2 separate regions of the Mus musculus genome follow, and region 2 is linked to region 1. Evidence: chromatin contacts called from public Hi-C data. All regions are on one chromosome and are shown on one strand. The core of a region is the stretch at or near the end of the contact, and the rest is flanking DNA. Distances in the headings are between cores, read along the strand shown. Region 1 overlaps Manba (mannosidase, beta A, lysosomal). Region 2 overlaps Cisd2 (CDGSH iron sulfur domain 2).

Region 1 (6,108 bases), core at 1,053-3,552:
ATGTTAAGAAAAACAGTGCGACCTGGAGCTTTATATGAAATTCTCAACGCTGAAGCACAAACTGTGTCCTGAAAGCCGTACGAGTCTCGCACCCACACTATGCCAAAGCTTAGCCACAGAATCGCTGCTTTAAAAATGTATATATTCATTTGTTTGCTTATTTTAAGTCAGGGTCTCCTGTAGCCCAGGTTGACTTCAAACTCTTTGTGTGGCAGAGGACAACCATAAACTTCTGGTCCTCCTGCCTCCACCTCCAGAATCCTAGGGCTACAGTTATGTGGTGCCGGGCATCAAACTCAGGACCTCATGCATACTAGGGAAGGACTCTACTGACTGCGCTCTCTTCCCAGCCCCTCCACTGATATATTTAAAGCAAGATGCTGGGAGCATAGCAGATTTCCACAGCAGAACACCACGCTGTGGAAACCCAGCTGTTGCCTGCTCTACCTCTCCAGGAGTGTCTAGTCTCTAGTCTCTACAGTTGGACTTGGACGTTGACTGTTGCTCTAAGCCCAAGACAGAGCTCTTATGGAGGAGTCTTGCTTCCTTCTAAGTTGCTGTCAGTCTCCAGTTCATCATCACTAACCAGGTTCATAAAACAACGAAAGCTAAAACCTGCCCCACCCACCTAACCATGAGGGAACCTCAGTCCAGGTTCAGTCCAGGTTTAGAGCTTTACAGAAGGAATAAATGCCAATACTCAGAGCAAGCGAAAAGAACGGAAGGGATCCACGCTGAACCCTGAAACGTAGAACCAGTTAGAGGCTAGGGCACTGTGAGTAACAGGGAAAAAAACCAAAGACGTACCTGACTCCTTAGAAGACAAACTGGCAAATTAACCACATATTTTCCATTATATTAATCTCACATGTGAAAAAAACAACCATTGGTTAATACACAGAATATATGAAAAGTTAAAAATAAAGGCAAAAATGCCGTGTGTGGTGGTACACACCTGTAAATATGAAATTTCATCGCTCAAGAGAGCCACAGGCAAGATGAAGAGCAGCCTGAGCGACAGGCAGCTCTTGGCCAGCCTGGGCTACAATGTAAGACCCTATATCAAACAAACAAACAAACAAACAAAAAGAAGCCACCCTGGGCTGCATTGTGAGCTTAATTTTGTGTTACAGTGTGCAATCTTGTCTTTAAAAAATAATCTAAATGAAACTCTTAAAAATAAAAAATAGTGAGAAAACGACTTTTGGAAAATACAGGGAGAAAGTTGCTAGGCACTCCCACTCCGCCATTTCTTCCCTTGAACAGCAAATGCATGCATCTAGCACCTCCCAGGAAGTGAGGTCACTCACCTTCCTAATTTTGACCAGTAGTTTAACAATCCTTTGCTCTTGTTGAAGTTCAATGTCGTTTGTCTGCTGTGTTTTCAGTTGAGGGATGGCTACTGTCACCTGACCACTAACGGACTTCGAGCTGGCGACATCAAAAGAAGCCTCTATTTCAATATTCCAGGCCTGAGAAGCGTTATCTACAGCACAGAGGAAGAAAACAACAGGCGCATCATTCATGCACACCTCAGAAGTCGTGCAAAATGAGAACTGAGCAGTGGCTAAGCAGTGAGCACCACAGCAGGGGCTGGGGGGAGGGGCTAAGCAGTGAGGGCGCCCCACAGCAGGGGCTGGGGGGAGGGGCTAAGCAGTGAGGGCGCCCCACAGCAGGGAGCAGGGGAGGGATGGGGAGGTGGGAAATGGAGACTGCATGGGGATGACACATCCGGAGGAAACGATCCTCGTTCGAAACAACCAGAATTGTGCATTGTATACAGATTTGTAGTAGCACATGGAAAATTAAGCAACTCGGGAGTTTGCAAAACCTTAAGTAGCCAGTGACTTTTTATGTTATCACCAGAATAGTGTTTAAAGCTGTCTGCTGTCCTCTCTCTTGTGTACCGCTGGGAGCTGTGTCTAGAGCACAGCTTCCCAGTGGATCTCTTCGGGAATCTACAAGTCACCAGCCCCTTCATAACCCCACAATCTTCATCTCTCTCTCTCTCTCTCTCTCTCTCTCTCTCTCTCTCTCTCTCTCGCATGCAAGATAATTTTGAAAGTAGTTCTGGGAGGCGAGAACAGAAGGGAAGCAAGCATCCCAGAATCCTGTACGGCTCCTGCCCCTCCCAACCTGACTAAGCCTGGTGCCCTCCCTCATTCTTACACCCTAGGCCCAGATAAGAAACTTTGGACACTTGAAGGAACAGGTAGGTGGACAGGCAAGGCTGGCCTTCCCTCTCTGTGAGGTCAACCTTGGCCTGAAGCCGCCTTCCTCACTGGTGTCCTGTGCCCGTGAAGGAGGGGCTGCAGCTTATTTTAGTCTTATGACCTCAACCAGGAAGGTGATCCAGAGGAAGGCAGACTGTGGTTCCAAACAATGACTCATGCTAGGGTTTTCCCAAGGCTGGCTCGTGCACTCTCATGCAGGTTCTTGAAAGGAAGGAGGGAAGGAAAGAGAAGGGAGGAAAGAGAAGGAAGGAAGGGGAAGGAAATAGAAGGGAGGGGAGGGGAAGAAAGGGGAGGAGAGCGGAGCGGAGAGGAGAACTCTTGCATCTGGCTTGGATGGAAAGGCATAGTAACACTAAGCAGACATACCTATCCAAAGGGTCGAAGAGTCCCTAGTATGTGGGCCACACATTTGACTGAAAAAAATTCTCTAAGGAAAAGTGGAGACTGTAGCTAAGCGGAAGAGTGCTTGCCCTGTGCGTGTTTGTGTGTGTGTGTGTGTGTGTGTGTGTGTGTGTGTGTGTGTGTGTGTGTGTGTGTGAAGCCCTGGGTTTCTCCAGCATGGAGGTTCAAGAACTTCTCCATCCATGTACAGGGGTCTAGCTGTACATAGTGATCCCAGCACTCAGGAGGCAGAGGCACTCAGATCTCTGTGAGTTGAAGGCCAGCCTGGTCTACAGAGAGAAAGGAGTTCCAGGACAGCCAGGGCTACAAGAAGAAACCCTGCCTCAAAAAAAAAAAAAAAAAAAAAGCAAAAGCAGGGGGGTGGGGGGGGAGGGCAGAAATTCTCCAAAGATTCCCAGCTTTTATATTGTAATAGAGTCCATGTCTCTATCAGGATGTGGCCTGACAGGAAAGAAAAAAGAGTTAGCTCAGCAGGTAGAAGAACTGCCACATAACCTGCTGACCTGGGGTCTATCCTCAGACCCCACATGATAGGAGGGAATCAATTCTCACAGCTGATTCCCCTGACCCACAAATGCCTGCGTGCACACACGTGTGCACACATGTGCGCACACACATCCATCAAATGAATGAATAAAATGTATTTTTTAGAGAGAGAAAGAGCTTTATTCATCTGACTGTGAAAGAAAAGAAGCTGTCATAAGGGCTGGAGAGATGGCTGTGTTGTTAAGAGTACTGACTACTATTCTAGAGGACCTGGTGTGGGTCCTAGCACTCACATCAAGTGGCTCAAGATTTCTATAATTCCAGTTCTAGGAGGCTGGCTTTCATGATACCCACTTGCACATGTGTTGTCTTAGTCAGGGTTTCTATTGCTGGACAAAATATCATGACCCAGAAGCAAGCTGGAGAGGAAAGGGTTTATTCAGCTTACACTTCTACACCGATGCTCACCATCAAAGGAAATCAGGACAGGAATTCACACAGGGCAGGAACTTGGGGGGCAGGAGCTGATGCAGAGGCCATGGAGGCAAGTGCTGCTTACTGGCTTGCTTCCCTTGGCTTGCACAGTCTGCTTTCTTACAGTAACCAGGACCACCAGCCCAGGGATGGCACCAGCCACAAGGAGCTGGGCCCTCCTCCCCCTGGATCTCATGGAGGCGTTTCCTCAAGGGAGGCTCCTTTCTCTGTGATAACTCCAGCTCGTGTCAAGTTGACACACAAAACCAGCCAGTACACGCATGATGTACACAGACTTATGCAGACACACATATATATGCATTTTTAAAAATCTTAAAGAGAGAAACAGAAGCTTGATGATATGGACCTTTAATCCCAGCACTCACGAGGCAGAGGCAGGCAGGTCTCTGTGAGTTCAATGGCAACCTGGTATACTTGGCCTGTACATGAGCATCAGATGGGGCTGATGTGATAATGGGCAACATACTTGCCACCCAAGTGTGAGGACCCGAGTTGGAATTTTCCCGGAGTTCTGTGAAGCTGGGTGCTGTAGAACAAGTCTGTAACCTCACCTTTCAGTGAGACTGAAGATGGAGGCGGGAAACTCCTCAGCAGCTCAAGGCTCGATATCCTGACGTACAACCCAACAAAATGGAGACTAACAGAACGGAAAACCAGGACAGACACCCGGGGCTGTCTTCTGGCCTCCACGTCTGTGCCCCAGTGAGAGAGGGTTTAAGAAACAACAAGGAGCTGGGAACGGTCAGGTAGGCATGGGATGGTCTGCAATCCGTGACCATTGCTTGTGTAAGAGGAGGGTGGTTCATCTCATGGGCAGAGAAGGCTGTTCAAAGGCAGCTAGCTGCCTGGAGTGACTTTCTCCCGATGGCCCCCTCACGGGCAGCCTCCCGAGCTCTGACCTCCTGAATCATTACTAGAAACCGAGAGGCCAGAGGGAACTGTGGTCCTGTGCATTTAAAGAAGGTGGAGGACAGGTCTCTGTGACCTCTGAATCACGGAATGTGTCAACTCCAACACCCTGCATTTTCCCAGACTCCCATCAGAATTACAGGACAGATGCAAGCAGCTGATTTTCAGGAAGCTGCCAGCTAAACTGGCCAGGCAGGCAGGCTCGCGGCTGACTAACACAGCCCTGTGACCTGACTCAACAACCAGAACTCCTTGCCAATTTAGAGGAAATCCTCAAAATTGTACTGAAAGCAAAACACCTCGGGGCAGAATCCACTCAAAATAAGGACAAGGGAGGACACTGGCATTTTAAGGGAAAAATAATTCAAAAGTGAACAAAAAATAGAAACTAAGGGAATAGACAGATAACATCAACAACTGCCAATAAGACACTCAGCAGGACCGACAAATTCTTGTCTGGTTTTTTGTTCTTTTTGTTTTTTGGGGTTTTTTTTGTTTTTTGTTTTTTCAAGACAGGGTTTCTCTGTGTAGCCCTGGCTGTCCTGGAACTCACTCTGTAGACCAGGCTGGCCTCGAACTCAGAAATCCACCTGTCTCTGCCTCCTGAGTGCTGGGATTAAAGGCATGCGCCACCACGCCCGGCTCCTGTCTGTTTTTACATTTCCCAAGTGAAGCTGTTAGTAAAGGGCAGCTGTACGCTGGGCAGGCCACAGTCAGGCTGAGAGGACAGCCTATTTCTCCACTCCTAGGCAGGTCATCTAGAACGAAGGAGGAGCCCGGGGCTGAGGCAAGCATCTGTGTGTGGACAGGGCAAGAGTGGAGAGAGCCTCTTAGTTGGTGGACATGGCTTAAACACTAAACAGAGACCAACAGCCCTGCTCAGCTCAGTGAGTCCAAAGGCAGGCTGGAGAGATGGCTCGCTGGGCGAGCAAAACCAGGAGGACCTGAGCTCAGGCCCTAGCACCTATGTCAAAAGCTGGCTGTGAGTAACCCCAGTGCTGGGGGGCAGGGTGGAGACAGGAGGGTGGCTGGAGCTTGCTGGCTCCCTGCATAGCTCCAGTTTCACTGAGAGACACCATCTCAAGGAAATAGGGTAGAGAATGGTAAACCAGGAGACTCAGAGGTCCTCTCTGGCCTCTGCACAGATATTCATTCATACACCGTATACATACTCACATAAAATACATTTAGAAACAAATAAATATACATTATCAATAAGACATTAAGAAAAAAAATCAGTGTGAAAGGAAACTGACAGTGGAAACTGCTCTGACAGAGAGTGGTGCTACCCGGCATGGGGTGAGGAGGGAGCTGGGGTAGGGTAGCTGGGGTGGGAGGCTGTCTCAGGTGTGAGGTGGGGGGCGGGGGGAGGGAGCATGAGTGAAAGGAAATCAACCTTTCTTTCTTTCTTCCTTCCTTCCTTCCTTCCTTCCTTCCTTTCTTTCTTTCTTTCTTTCTTTCTTTCTTTCTTTCTTTCTTTCCCTCTCTCTTTCTTTCTTCCTTTCTTTCTTTTTGGTTTTTCGAGACAGGGTTTCTCTGTATAGCCCTGGCTGTCCTGGAACTCACTCGGTAAACCAGGCTG
Region 2 (5,558 bases), core at 2,103-4,602, 110 kb after region 1:
ACAGAACCTCGATTCAGACAATTTCTCACAATTTTCTCTTTCTCTGCCTTGATAGTATGCTTCTTCTGGACTAGTCTTTGTGGATTTATTTATTTATTTATTTACTTATTGAGAACTGGTCTGTAGCACATGCTGGTCAGATAGATGCTACCTCAGTCCCCTGCGTGCTGGGTTATGAGCGTGCACCACCACCACACCAGGTTCAGTTTATTTCCGTAGGATTCGAGAAGCCTCATCTTCTCCACTCTAGCTCATGGCCCTCCTCTAACCCATCGTCCATCAGATTCTGCCTTGCCTTTGTAAATAGGTCATTTTCTAACTACATTTATGTGCTTCAGTGTTCCCCTATCATGCCCAGGGCAGATTCCTACCTACCTGTTGCATCTCAGAATGTCTCATCACGTGATACCTGCTCACATCTTTAATACTTCTTCCTCTGTATTCCAAAGATTCTACGGCACTGAGTGTCCCAGGCATTCCTAAGTGTCCGTGTGCACCTTGCCTGCAGTTATCCTAAGTGTCCGTGTGCACCTTGCCTGCAGTTAGCTCTGCCTTCGTCATCCGGGAACTGCTCTCTTACTCATCATTTAGAAAGGTCCATACAAGTGTCGGAGCTGAAGGTTTTGTTCATCTCGGCAACGAATTGTCACTTCTCGTCTACACGGCTGACCTATAGTTGCCCCCAGCTTACAGTATTGCAATCCTTTTTTATATGTCTCTATTCTGTACAGATGGAAAGCTCTTTTGTGGCAGTTCGTTGGTCTATAAATTTGGTGTCTTAAATCCATCTCTCACATGTTGATGAGGGTTTGTAAGGTTTAGAAGTTCCAGAAGCTAATTTCTGAGACGCCTGCAAGCCTTTCTCTGTCTTCATGTCATAAGCTGTGGGAGAAAGATAAACACAAACCAGGGGGTTCTATGGGAATCATCTAAATGTCTGCCTGATGAAGAAGAAACTCAGTTTAACTAAACGTCATTGTGGAGTTAGTTTATGCAAGGCTAGTGGAGGACTGGGGATTGGAATCCCTTGGAGAGGTGCCGGTCATTCCCATCACTGGAGCTTCGCGGCAGAATGTGTCAGTAGATTTCTTTCAGGTAGTGCTGTGCAGTGCTTGCTGAATGACAGGCAGGCAGGGGAGGTTTTCTGTGTTCTCTGTGTCATGAAGACTTGACTCCGACTTCTGCCTCGCCTCTTCCTTTCCGAAACCTTCCTGGCTCTTCCCTACACTTGCAGTCAGCTCACTGCTGTGCTGCCAGGCTGTTTGCTTGCTTGCTTGGTTTTGTTTTGTTACTTTTATGTCACCTTGTTTGTTTGCTTCGAGGCTCTCTCTTAGTACAGCGGTGACTCTCAGGTTTGTGTTCTGCTTCCTCATTGTCTGCCCTGTCCCCTCATCCTCCATCAGTGGGCATCCATTCCTAATGCAGCAACTAGAATATAAGCTACTTAGTAAACGGTGTTGATTAAAGGAATGAGTGGTTGTCATTCCTGTTTTACAGACAAATGAAACCTGGACTTAGACTAAAGATAAACAGTGATTAAGTTGTTTGCTGCATTCCTGGTCTGCCCCAGGCACTGCACTGTGCACCACACGTGTAGAAACAGCAAGGAGCTACTGTTTTTATGCTGAACAGTTTCTCCACAAAGTGGGTGCTACTTACACAGTAAAAATCTGTAACATACCGATTTACAAGAGGAAGTTCGTGAGATTTCATTTGGAAGCATCTGTTATGCACTTACATTTTTAGTGCATGTGTTTGCATGCTCACATGCATGTGTATTGATACACAGTATGCATGTGGAAGCCAGACAGCAGCCTTGAGTGTCATCCTCAGAATGCGGTCTGCCTACTCTGAGACACACTGTCTCACTGGTCTGGAACTCACCACCATGGCTGCCTAATTACAACTACATGTCACCATGCCTGGCTTTTTTTTTTTTTTTTAATGTGGATCTGGGGATTGGACTTGGGTTTTCACGATTATAGGGCAAGCATTTTAACTTACTGAGCCGTCCCCTAAGCCTTCTGCCCTTAAATCAGTAACCTAAACCAGAAGGGGACTGGTGGAATGGCTCACTGGGTAAAATTGCTTCCTGCGCAGGCCTGACAACCCGAATTAGATCTGCTTACTTCCCAGTGGAAGATGAGGACTAAGTCCAAACAGCCTGTTCCCTGACTACATGTGTCCAGTGTCCCATGTGTCCCATGTGTCCCAAACATCATATACGCTAATAACAATAGGAATGTACTAATAATAATAGTAAATGAGAAGGGGGTGGTTATAAGGTCTAAAAGCAAATGTTCAGGAATAATAGAAGTTACCTGGTTACCTGTAGGAAGAAACAGCATACTTTATTTTTGGTGATGTTCTCAGATCCATAATTTTAAAACTTAATTGTTCTGAACCTTAAATACAATGCTAAAGAAATGAAGGTATACATTTTGAATGTCTTAGTAAAAAGTAAACTAGCAGATTGAGCCAAGCAGTGTTTAGGTACTGAGAATACAGTGGTGACCCAGATGTATGACCATGGTGACCTCATGCTCTTGTAGACCTTTATTGTAAGTGGGACACTTGGGCGGTTGAAAGAAGCCATTAACACACATGTTTCCAGGGCCTGGAGAGATAGCTCAGCACTTAAGATCGCTGGTTGCTCTTCCAGAAGACCCAAGTTTTTTACTGTGGTGGGCCAGAGACAGCAAGCAGATCCTCAGGGCTTGCCAGGCAGTCAGCCTAGCAAAAAGGTGAGTTTGTAAGCCAGTGAGAGACCCCGTCTCAAGACAATAAATCAGAGAGCAATAGAGGAAGACACCCAGTTTCTTACTTTGACTTTGTGTGCACAACATACACATATACCACAGAAATACTAACAGCCGGGATTATAGAAGGGTGCTTCCATGTCGCTCTAGTGATTCTAAAATACTATATTGAGTAATACTTAATATTTTCTATATTCAGTGATTTTTTTGCTTATATAGATGAGTTATTTCATTTCTGTCTCTGGCACTGTTGAATCAAAACAATTCTGTTTGCATTTTGGTAGGCCCTCACTCTGCCACTGAGGCACACGCTGGAAGAGGAACTGGTGGGACGCAGTGGTTAGGTAGTAGCGTCTCTTTAGAATAGTTCTATTAAGAGAAAAACATTTCTTTGTGGATCTGTGGGATGTGACATGTGGTGCTGTAGAACAGGCTTGGATTTAGGCTGATAAACTAGTCCTGCTTAGTGTGCATTTAATCTACGTAGAATAACGTGCGGTTCTCAAAGCTGACAGCGTTAGATGAGTTGGTCCGGCTGCATTCTGAAGCGCAGCGCATCACTTAGCAACAGTGTTTGTTAGCATCCTTATCACATAGGCTTTTCTTAGCTAGGCTGCAGTGCCAGCCGGGTGTCAGGCAGGTCAGAGGGTGCCCAGAGGTGACTGGGAACGCTCTCAGACATTCCAGAGCCATTTCATTTGCATTGTCTGTATTTCATGTGTTCAAAAGGCTGACTGGATATTCTAAGAGGTGTTTAATAAGCAACTTAAAATGGGAATATTCAATGTGTAAAGGTTTCAATTAATTAAAATAGTCTTTTTAAAAAGGATTGTCTTTTTTACTTAAAGAGTAAGTTGACTGATCAGGATGTATTATATGAGAGAAGAATGTATTTTCAATAAAAGAAAAGTAAGTTGATACATTTGTTGCAATGGTTTGTCTGAAATTATAAATCAGAAGTAAAAGTTTTGTGGAAATCCCATTATATGGTTTTAGATACGGCATTAAAAAGAAAGGAGTGAAAATGTTTTCTAAATTTAATAAGACATTTTTGTTCATAATTATGTTGATTATAATTCCATATAAAAGTAAATACAAGCACAAATATATTTAGCAGATCTAATGAGATAGGATATTTAAAATAGTATTTGTTTCCAAGAATTTCAGTTTCACGAATGGAGTTAGGCTACAGATAAAATTCGATAGTCCTGGCTGGGTTGGGTCTGCTGTGTATATGGTTTACCGGTGAGGAGATAGGTTGTGAGATGCACGGGTGAGGCACCACGGTGAGCTAGAGAGGCCCTGCGTTCCTTCCAGGAGAGTCGTGCATTCTGACATCTGTGCTGTGTTCAGTTTCAGACTGGCTCCGCCTACTGCCCTTCCTCGGGGTACTTGCGCTTCTGGGCTACCTCGCAGTGCGCCCATTCTTCCCAAAGAAGAAGCAACAGAAGGATAGCTTGATCAATCTTAAGATACAAAAGGAAAATCCCAAGGTGGTGAATGAGATAAACATTGAAGATCTGTGTCTCACCAAAGCAGCTTATTGTAGGTGCTGGCGGTCCAAGACGGTAAGATAGCCATTTATACATAGGGTAAGACTGTGCGGTTACGATGGCCCTTCATACGGTAAGACATAGGGTAAGACTGTGCGGTTACGATGCTCCTTCAGTCCTCGGTTTTGAAATTCTGTGAGATTAGGAATTTCTCCATACTGTTTAATATTCAGAGCCGATAGTCCCAAATTGAGGTTTGCCCTTTTTTGCTTGATCGTGCCTGTAGTAGAGAGCAGAGAGCAGCGGACTCTGCTACGCTCCCGCTGTTCAGCGTCTGTCTAGAGCAGTGTTTTTTAGTGTTCCGGGATGAGGGGGGATTTAAGAATTTAAGATTTAATGAAAAGGAGTCTAAACCTTGATGTCTAAATAATTACTTAAATTTGATGTCAGTCTGTCACTTGGCAGGTTAAGCCAATTGCCAACTTGATTTTGATTGGGCCCCTCCCCTCTCCTTCTCCCTCCTTCCTCCCTTTCTCACACATACCAGGGTCTCATGTCCCACCCTAAATGGCCTAGAATTGGTGGTATTTACCAGGCAACGCTGGAACTCGGAGAAACTTAGGGCTCTTCCCCTGAGTGTTGGTGTGAAAGGTGTGGAGCCAGTTTGCCTCCCCTGAGTTACTTAACTTTTAATCTCTGGCTATGGGGTGTGGTTGTTGTTGTTGTGTGTTTTTTGCTGTTGTTTGTTTATTTTGTTTTTCAATCTTTTCTATTGGTATTGCAGATGGATACATATAAAATACCTTACATAGACTAAGCTAGTCAATGTAGCCATAAAAACATAAGTTTTAATGAGGGAAATGAACTGGGGGTGATAAGTATTCTAGTTGATATAAATCTGTTTTCTTGTGTTTAATGACAGTTATTTGAGACCTTAAGTACGATGTTTTTGTTACATTCTTTGTAACAGGAAGATTTTAGAAACAATATAATGGGCCTCAGTTAAAGTACAGGAAACTGATGGGATATTGGGAAGTCAACAGAAATCACATTTTTAAAGAAATGTTTATTGTCTCAAAAAAAAAAAAGAGAGAGAGGGAAAGAAAAAAAGGAAGAAAGAAAGAAAGAAAGAGAGAGAAAGAGAGAGAGAGAGAGAGAAAGGTTTCCTGGGAAGATGGCTCTGTGGATGAAGTTTTGCTGCCCAGGCGCAAGGACCTGAGTTCTGGTCTCAGAACCCCTCTAAGAGCCCAGCATGGTGGTGGGCTCCTGGGGTGAGGGATGGGGTGTGCTTCCTGGCCAGCCAGCA

What was found. Hi-C and Micro-C count contacts between places; a contact is called where the count stands out from the background.
Region 2: a Hi-C map of cardiomyocytes shows a contact between it and region 1, with 2.1 times the contacts expected there. The contact joins two enhancer-like sites. A contact is called at or near these places in 4 of 39 promoter capture datasets (the C10 cell line, liver and macrophages), 3 of 15 datasets of contacts at CTCF or cohesin (CD8 T cells, large pre-B cells and pro-B cells), 34 of 484 Hi-C or Micro-C datasets (the AML12 cell line, B cells, the C2C12 cell line and 22 more), 13 of 115 datasets of contacts at active chromatin or transcription factors (cardiomyocytes, double positive thymocytes, effector CD8 T cells and 10 more) and 4 of 9 other capture datasets (adipose tissue, embryonic stem cells, liver and 1 more).

The regions. Positions count from the first base shown.
Region 1 is chr3:135,518,370-135,524,477 of GRCm38.p6, reverse strand. It overlaps Manba (mannosidase, beta A, lysosomal), which reads right to left. Exons shown (of 17, transcript NM_027288.3): 6 at 1,311-1,486. Among named protein-coding and RNA genes, the nearest start is that of Manba, 36 kb to the right of the region's middle. Within about 2 kb of position 2,302, at least 145 of the 459 cell types and tissues checked have an H3K27ac peak or open chromatin away from gene starts, as enhancers often do. A contact at or near this core is called in cardiomyocytes and heart atrium, where this site is marked.
Region 2 is chr3:135,409,780-135,415,337 of GRCm38.p6, reverse strand. It overlaps Cisd2 (CDGSH iron sulfur domain 2), which reads left to right. Exons shown (of 3, transcript NM_025902.3): 2 at 4,113-4,327. Among named protein-coding and RNA genes, the nearest start is that of Cisd2, 11 kb to the left of the region's middle. Within about 2 kb of position 3,352, at least 20 of the 459 cell types and tissues checked have an H3K27ac peak or open chromatin away from gene starts, as enhancers often do. A contact at or near this core is called in cardiomyocytes and heart atrium, where this site is marked.